2 separate regions of the Gossypium hirsutum genome follow, and region 1 is linked to region 2. The links are chromatin contacts, called in public Hi-C maps. All regions are on one chromosome and are shown on one strand. The core of a region is the stretch at or near the end of the contact, and the rest is flanking DNA. Distances in the headings are between cores, read along the strand shown. Region 1 has its middle 19 kb from the start of LOC121210955. Region 2 holds the start of LOC107946210 (palmitoyl-acyl carrier protein thioesterase, chloroplastic-like).

What was found. A called contact is a pair of places that touch in the nucleus more often than the background predicts.
Region 1: a Hi-C map of fibers shows a contact between it and region 2, with 3 times the contacts expected there. The contact joins the enhancer-like site here to the promoter of LOC107946210 in region 2. A contact is called at or near these places in 10 of 34 Hi-C or Micro-C datasets (anther, fibers, hypocotyl and 3 more).

The regions. Positions count from the first base shown.
Region 1 is chrA12:89,194,918-89,199,374 of Gossypium_hirsutum_v2.1, reverse strand. No RefSeq gene overlaps it. Among protein-coding and RNA genes, the nearest start is that of LOC121210955, 19 kb to the left of the region's middle. Within about 2 kb of position 1,739, at least 2 of the 9 cell types and tissues checked have an H3K27ac peak or open chromatin away from gene starts, as enhancers often do. A contact at or near this core is called in fibers, where this site is marked.
Region 2 is chrA12:89,112,154-89,116,748 of Gossypium_hirsutum_v2.1, reverse strand. It overlaps LOC107946210 (palmitoyl-acyl carrier protein thioesterase, chloroplastic-like), which reads left to right and starts at 2,350. Exons shown (of 6, transcript XM_016880441.2): 1 at 2,350-3,339; 2 at 3,485-3,618; 3 at 3,786-3,899; 4 at 3,993-4,161; 5 at 4,230-4,298; 6 at 4,380-4,595. The coding sequence starts at 2,950.

The DNA of each region.
Region 1 (4,457 bases), core at 490-2,989, 83 kb before region 2:
AGTATGTATATCTTTAGAATGTAAGATAAATGACTTATTGTTTGTAGAAATTGGTTCTAATGTGATGTTCAATTGGTGTGCAAACAAGTTGATGAGACCATGGTCACTATAATCAACATTTGTAGATATTGAGAGGAAAATTAAGAAAGTAGGTAGTGTTGTATTTTCGATGGAAGATAAGAAAGGAAATTAAATGGCCTCAACCTTGGCGATAGCAGGTACAAATCGTGGAGACATGTTTAAAGCTTGGTGGTGAGTATTAGACTTGATATCAAACGTCAGTTTTTAATTGTAGAAAATGTTATATTATGGGATGCTGTAAATTTGAACTTTTAAATGTTGTTCTTATTGTATTTACAATAGATCAATTCGAATAAAGCAAAAAAAAAAATATTCCCTATATGAAATAACAATCACCTTTGAAGATATAACCCTAATCATGAGTTTTCCAAGAGAAAGAGTTGTTGCAAATGATGTGGCTTAATTTGATTTAGATCCATAAATGAATAGGCTAATTGAGCATTATCCAATCGATGATGAGGATGATATCAATAGAGAGTAAAGTTTATTTAGTTGAATACATTGGTGAAGCATTTGCTAGTAGATGATGTGACCAATAAAGGGTTAAAGCAGTATATTAGAGTGTACATACTGTACATCATCGGTGAAATGCTTATGTGTAAGTCTGAGATTTGGGAGTCAGTAATAGTTAATGTATTTGCCTTTATTTGAAGACCTCAAATATGTTTCCACGTACAATTGGAGGTTTGCGCTACTGACATTATTGTACCAAACACTTTTCAGAGTGACCAGCCAGTTAAAAATAATTAAACAATTGCTACACCCTAATATGGATATGATCATTTATAGCATCCATCCTTCCCATCCACTCTTGTTCACTAGCAAAAAGGTAAAAATATATTTTATATTAAACATTTGCAACGTATTCGAGGTTATAACTTTAATGTGCTTTATAAGTAATTAATATAATTGTTAAAAACATAAAATAAGCTATGGTTTATAACATAGTTATAATTTTAGTTAATTTTTATTTTAAATTCTAAACCATAACCATGAAAGAAAATCTCCAAAGATTTATTAATTTGTATAAAAGAGATTTTAAAGACTTATATTAAAAATAATTTAAGAATAAATTAAACCTTCAATCGAAAATAATATCCATTTAAACTCTTAATCAAAATTAAATATTTAATTAAGCCCTTAAGTCGACACGTTCTGTGAAAGCCCTTAAATGCCTTTAACTTTGTCACGTGGTACATTAAAGTTTTGCCACATGGCAAAATTTAATAAATTCTCTTAAATTAAAAAAAAAGTTAAAAATCATAAAAAAATTTAAAATTCAATCTTTGCAAAAAAAATTTAAAAGATAATTTTAAAAAAATTATTAAAAAAACTGAAAAAATATTAAATATAAAAAATAATAGAAAATCATTTAAAAATAAAAATAGAAATTTTAAAATTATAAAAAATATAAAAAATTAGAATTTTTATACACCCAAGTCACCTGTTGTGGCCTCCGCCATATACACCCAAGCTACCTTACTATCCACTACCGCTGGTCAAATCACCACCAACATTGCCTCCAAAGTCACCAGTATACCCCAATCCACCAATAGTGAACCCACTAACACCATCGGTTTTACTACCTCCATCACTTCCAATTGTGAACCCACCAACACCATCGATTCTACCACCACCATCACCACCTATTGTGAACCTACCAACGCCTCCTATCGTGAAGCCACCTCCCACCACCAACGGCGCGAAAGCACATGTTGTCCTGTCCTACAAGGGCTATTGAATTTAGACACTGCAATTTGCCTTTGTACTACGATCAAAGCCAAGCTTTTGAATATCAATATTATAATCCCATAGACCTTCAGGTCCTCATTCACTGTGGTAAAACTCCACCTTTAGGGTTTCAATGTCCAACACAATGATGAAAAAAAAAACCATGTTTTTTTCGATGACAAATAAAAAATATTTTCATTTCGTGTTATATGTTTTTTTTAATAATCAATGGTGTGTTGCTGGTTGATGATTATCATAAACACGTGTCTTTGGTTAGATCTTTTAATAACAAAAATTTTAATTTTTAAAAATTCTATTTTTTATTGTTAAATGATTTTATATTATGGTTAATATTTTGTTTTAAAAAAACTAAAAAATTTTAAATTTTTTTTATATTTTTTTAAAAAAAAGAGAAATTACTAAATTTTGCTATGTGGACAACCATTACGTGTCATATGGTAAAGTAAACGATGTTAAGGGGCTTTCATAGAAAATGTCGATTCAAGGGCTTAAGTTCGATTAAAGGTTCAATTAGATATTGTTTTAGATTGAGGGCTTAAATGATTATTGAATTATTTTTAATGAATTTTTTATATTATAATCCAAATTTAAAAGGTAAGTTAAAATTATTGAATTGAACATGGAGTAATTTCAAATATTATTTGGAAATTAAAATAAAAAAGAGAAAAGGTCAGATAATTTTAATTGCGGATAAAAAAATTGTAAGTGGGAATGAAGTTGCATGGGTTTTTGGTATTCAAATAATGTTTGATAGCTGAAGGTGGTTATGTTAGAATTTTGGGCCATATAAATTGTTAGTTATTGGACTGCTGAGTTTAGTGGTTCGGTTTAATTTGTATTTGCGAATACACATGTTCACCCTAACTCAGCCATCCTCAACATCATTTTTTGTAATTTTCAAACGTTGAGTCATTCTACTTTTTTACTTAAAATATTTCAGTTTTTTCATCTAATTTTTATCATAAGTTATAAAAAAGTAATATAACTTTTTTGTCCTTACTATTTATAGTTTTTAATCAATTTGGTCCTTACCCTAAATTTTTTTAAAAATTAATATTTTTTCATATTAAAAAAAACATAAAATTATAAGAAATATAATTTTTTAAAATCTAAAACTATGAAAAAAAAAACAGAAACTATTTAAAATTCAAAAAATAGAAAATAAAAAATCATTTTAAACATATATAAAAATTTTGAAATTCAATGTTGCCTGAACCAAACTAAATCGGCCAATCGAATCGGTTGGATCAAAAATTGATTGGGGTATCGATTCGGTGAGAGGTAAAAGTTATTTTGAAATTCAATTAGTCCATATCAGCTCACGGGTCAACTGATCTTTTTTACTTCTCATTGGATCAAAATCCTAGCTGATTTTCTGTCCAATCGGTCTGGTTAGCTGATTCAGTCCAATTAAGACAACATTGAATTTCGAAATTTTTTATATATATTTAAAATGATAACTTTCATTTTCTATTTTTTGCATTTTAAATAGCGTATATCTTTTTTTCATAATTTTAGATTTTTTAAAAATATATATTTTTAATTTTTTATGTTTTTTATTTATAATATGGAAAAAAAACCAGTTACTTTTAAAAGGTAATGATCAAATTGATAAAAAACTGCAAAAATTGAAGACTATTTTTTTTATCTTTTTATAACAACCACTAACAACAAAATTAGACGGAGGGATCAAGACTTTTAAATAAAAAGTACAATGGTTTATGTCCAAAATTAAAGTATATGGATTAAATTCTAAATTTTAAAAGAATATACAAACCTTTAATATATTTAAACCTAATTTTTTCTATACCTGGATTCAACCCTATGTATATTTAAACTAACCTTTTTTTCAATAAAGATCGATGAGGTACAAAGTATTTTTATTGAAAAATTTAAGTTAAGATGCTCCCCTAAGTATATGCTTAAGTATAACTTGACCATACACCTTTATATGCTCCTACGAACAAAAAAAAATACAATATGAATATGTCAAAAAGTCTTATACAAGTATATATCTAAAACCTATACAAAGCATTCTAACATGTGTATAATTCTAAAATATGTGGCTAATATACAAACTTGCACTGCTCACTCTACTATGGAGGCTGAGTATGTGGCTGCTTCCGAGGCAACAAAAGAAGCAATATGGCTTAAAAAATTCTTAACCGAACTTGAAATTCTTCCTAGTATGGAAAAAGCTATACATTTCGTACAAGGCATATTAGGCACATGTCACATATTACAAGCATGCTTGCATACAAATGCACTTATATACAACCTAAGTGAACCTAGATCTATCTAATGACAACAAATATACTCTAAAACTTACACTACTTGGATAAGAAAAAAACTTAACTTTAAATATTTAGAACAACTTTCAAATAATGAAACAAACTTGTTCAATTGATCAAATGGTTTAAATTAACAAGGAAAACTAAAAAACAAAAATTGAAAGCATATTTCCTTGAATTTGGATTCAAAATGGACAATTATGCTAAAAGCTCTTTAAACCATTTAGTGAAGCCTTACAACCTATTTAAAACGTGGCTAAATAGTTTCTATGTTCATAAATCATTAAAATAAAATTTTGATCATTTAAGCTTCAAAAGTCCTACAAATTTGCA
Region 2 (4,595 bases), core at 1,101-3,600:
CTAATAAATGAGTAATTTTATATTTTAGATCAAGATCCCGTAAATACTCGTGGAAAAGGAAAAATAGCAGAATAGTCCTTGAACTTCTGCAATTACTACAATTCAGTCCAGGTAAGTTCGTACGGTTAAAATTTAACATTTTTAATAATTGGTGATTGATATTATGATATATTCTATTGTTGGAAATGAATTATTGTTTGAATTATAATATCAAATTGGATATTCAGTTTGAATTGAACGCGGGATTTGAGTACAGTCGTGATTTGGTGTATGACGGAGGTTTGGAGTGGAGATGGTATTGGAGGAAGATATCGGCATTTTACCCAAGTAAACCGAGGTTCAACATTTGTTGCGAACTCTCGCGTTATACTTTCTATTTGGTGTAATTCAGGTGGATTAGCTCTTACAAGCTTCTGTTCAACTCTTACGAGCTTCTATTCAGCTTTCGAGCTTCTGTTGGCGTATTCGGGAGGACCAGCTCTTATAAGCTTCTTTTGACGATGTACTCTTACCCGTAAGTCATTCTTCCAATGGAAAATCTCAGTAAGGTAATTTATTTAATGAATTTGAAAGACATGTTATTTATTTTTGTATTTATTTGAATACGGATGCATTTATCGATTGAAATTATGAATGACAATGAGTTCTCTTGGATGATTTTTATTGTTTGATTTATTATAGTTAGTTCTGTAAGTTTTTTGTTTAACTCGTCGAACTTACTAAGCTTCATTAAGCTTACTTGTGTTATTTAATGTCATTGTAGATTTTTGGAAGGTTAGACGATCGGATCGGCACTCAAGTCACACTATCCAGTTTATCTCGATAGTTTTTGAAACATTTAATTCAGATTATATAGCATGTATAGGCTTTTGTGCGGTTTTGGTCAATGTTTGGCTTATGTAAATATTATGAATGATATTTTGTATATATAACCAACTTGCATATTGGTATGAGAATGAGGTATAACTGTGATGCTAGTATGTGTGATATATATATGTATTTGAATTGTAGTGATTGTGGTAACTTTGTTAGGTATATTGATTGGGTATTGTTTGAAAGAGTTGATTAATTGAATTGATGTTTATTTTGTTGTGAAAATGTTATATACTTGTGGTACCATTGAGGGTACATTGGTTAGACACTATTTAGGTTGGTTTGACATGTTTATGGCTTGATTATTGTCATTTTGGATTGGTATTTTAATTGGTATTTGAGTTTCTTGAGGTCTAAGAAATCTTGAAATGGTGAACTTGTATTTTAAGGTTCATTTTGAGGCCCCACGGCCTGAGACACGGACGTGTGTCTCAGCCACATGTGACACATGGCCATACGACACGGTCGTGTGTCCCCTGTAGGTTCAATGCATACAAGTCAAGCTATTACAGGACCTAGCACATAGCCTGGCACACAAGCATGTGAGGTCATTTCGAAGGGTACACAACTTGGCACACGGGCGTGTGGCTTGGCCGTGTGACCCAAGTCAGTGAGTTACACGGGCTGGGACATGGCCGTGTGTCCCTATTTCGAATGTACACACGGCCTGAGACACGAGTGTGTGTCTCAGCCATGTGACCCCTACAGTTTAAATTTTTCAAATTTTTTCAAAAATTTTCAAATGTTTCTAATTTAGTCCTAAACTATTTTCAAAGTATTTTTAGGGCCTTGAAGGTTCGATTAAGGGACATTATGAATCTATTTGAGTGAAATTTGATTATGTTTGTATTAATATATGATTTGAATGGTTTAATATTCTATTTTTCCGCTAATACTCCGTAACCCTATTCCGGTGACGGATACAAGTTAGAGGTGTTACAGATATCATATGATGTTGTCAATAGAGGGAGAAAATAGGTGTTGTACTATTTTTCCCTTAATTGACCTTGTGTCATTGGATTTTCTTGGTAAGGTTTTTAATAAAGTAACATGTTATACATATCATAGATAGATATGTGTACTCTTTTCCTCCATTAGGAATTTTTTCCCCACAGGTTTTATCTTAGTAAAGTATTAATGAGGAACATTATCTACCAATGGAGATCCAAGAGGGAATGTAATGAATATTTTATTAGTAAAAGGATCTCCATCAAAATCAAAATAAATTTGATATTCTTGGGACTCTAATAGTCATTAGAAGTAATTTTATTTCATTTATACTTCTTATTTCTATAAATATAGACTTTGAAAAAGCATTATAAAACTCCCCTATTAATCAATAAAATATTTTTTTTTTCTTTTGCTCCGCATTTTTCTTTGTTATTTATTCTCTACTCTCTTTATTTCTCTTCGGTTCATAAAAAAATTTTAATCCGAAAATCTTATTTACACATTAAATGAGGTTTACAAATCATTAAGAGTACAACACCGAATATTCTCACAAGTTCCATACATACAATTGGCAACGTTTTTCTTCTGTGTCAAACTTAGGGAAGACAATGGTAATTGTTGAGAATCAGGATCTAATGCTTCCCAAGAAAGACTCTTAACATTGTATCAATAGGATGGTGAAGAACACCCCCTTAATTTGTGTACCTCTATCAGAGTAGAGGCTTGTGCAACTTCTTGTTTGTTTCTTCGTCTAATTTGCAATATGGCATATACATGAGATTCTTCATTGGAACCTGACAAATTTTAGAACAACAAATATGGCCTATTCGAAAAGACCATAAATATAATAGAAGAATGTCATTCCAAGCATTCGTGATGGATCCTAGGATGATGCAGCGGGTGTTAAATTTGTTGGAACTCATCTCATCAGACATACACAAAATAAGACAAATGGGTGTCTTCTCTTTGTACTGAGAATTACTATAACAAAGCTCCTTACGCTTTGTTCTCTATATGCCGGGAATCTGTCTTGAAAAGGTCCGCCAAGAAATTGCTATAAAATATTTCAATGGCACCTACTCTGTTCCAAACTTTTTTTACACCTAGGGCAGACAAAAATAAGCAATGTTTACTTTCTCTTGCCCAGTCTCCTTTTCCATCAGTTGTTCCAGTTCGAATGGTAATATTCAAAACCATGGAGATTACAGAGTGAATATCAACGTTAATGGGAGTAGTTGTACAAGGAGGCCCATTAAGCATCATACATTATTGAATGAAGTTGGTGTAAAAGAAGGTTCCACTTCACTCAGTGCTATCCAATTCCTTGAAAACGGGCACATAAGCGAAGAGAAGATTCGGCAGAGAATTCCGAGGCAGAAGCAGCTGGTTGATCCATACCGTCAAGGCCTCATCACTGAAAGGGGAGTTGGGTATAGACAGACGGTAGTCGTCCGCTCTTACGAAGTTGGCCCTGATAAAACTGCTACATTGGAAAGCCTCCTCAACCTTTTCCAGGTGATTAATTAATCTAATTGTATGCATATATATATAAATATATATGCTTCTTTGCTCTTTCAACCAAACTCCTTTTCAATCACATTATAAGGCTTGGGAATTAATTAATTTTTAATATTCAGAAATAAATACTACTGTTATGTAGGAAACAGCATTAAATCATGTGTGGATGTCTGGACTTCTAAGCAACGGATTTGGGGCCACACATGGAATGATGAGGAACAATCTCATTTGGGTGGTCTCAAGAATGCACGTCCAAGTCGATCACTATCCCATATGGTCAGCCTTTTCATCATAAAATAATGCACTCGTACTAAAGCGTTTCTGATGATAATAAAATAATAATTAATCTCAATTAAATTATACCCCATCTAGCTCTTCCTGCCCTGGCCAACATTTTACAGACTAGAGTACTTACATAAGCACTACAATTGTACTTGGCTCAGGGGAGAGGTAATCGAAATCGACACGTGGGTTGGAGCATCAGGGAAGAATGGGATGAGGCGAGACTGGGTAATCAGGAGCCAAGCCACCGGCAGCACTTACGCACGTGCCACTAGGTATTATACTTGTATGTTTGCAGCCAAAGTTACCATCCCTTCCTTAATTTGTGTGTTTATAAATAAAACATGCAAGCATGCATGATGAAACAGCACTTGGGTAATGATGAACGAGCAAACACGGCGACTCTCAAAGATGCCGGATGAAGTGAGAGATGAAATTTCTCCTTGGTTTATACAGAAACAAGCAATCAACGAAGCTGTTCCCGACAAAATTGTCAAGTTGGATGATAAAGCAAAACATGTGAACTCTGACTTGAAGGTACAATTTACAATTATGCTTCAACAGGTGAGCAGAGAGAGACTAACTCTATATTCATCATGTTGTAGCCAAAGAGGAGTGATTTGGACATGAACCAGCATGTAAATAATGTGAAGTATGTAAGATGGATGCTGGAGGTAAAAGACAGTCTATCTTATATTAACTGTAGTTACCTTAAATCAACTAGTTGATATTCATCACTGTATATATTGGTGCAGACAATCCCTGACAAGTTTTTGGAGTGTCATCAGCTATCTAGTATTATACTAGAATATAGAAGGGAATGTGGGAGTTCAGATGTAGTTCAATCACTCTGCCAACCAGATGAAGATGAAAGCTTCGCAAATGGAGTGCAACAGAATCTACTTACAAATAAGGTGTTGGTGGGAGGAAATGGACGCCTGGGCTCCCTGGACATCAACACATTGACGTAC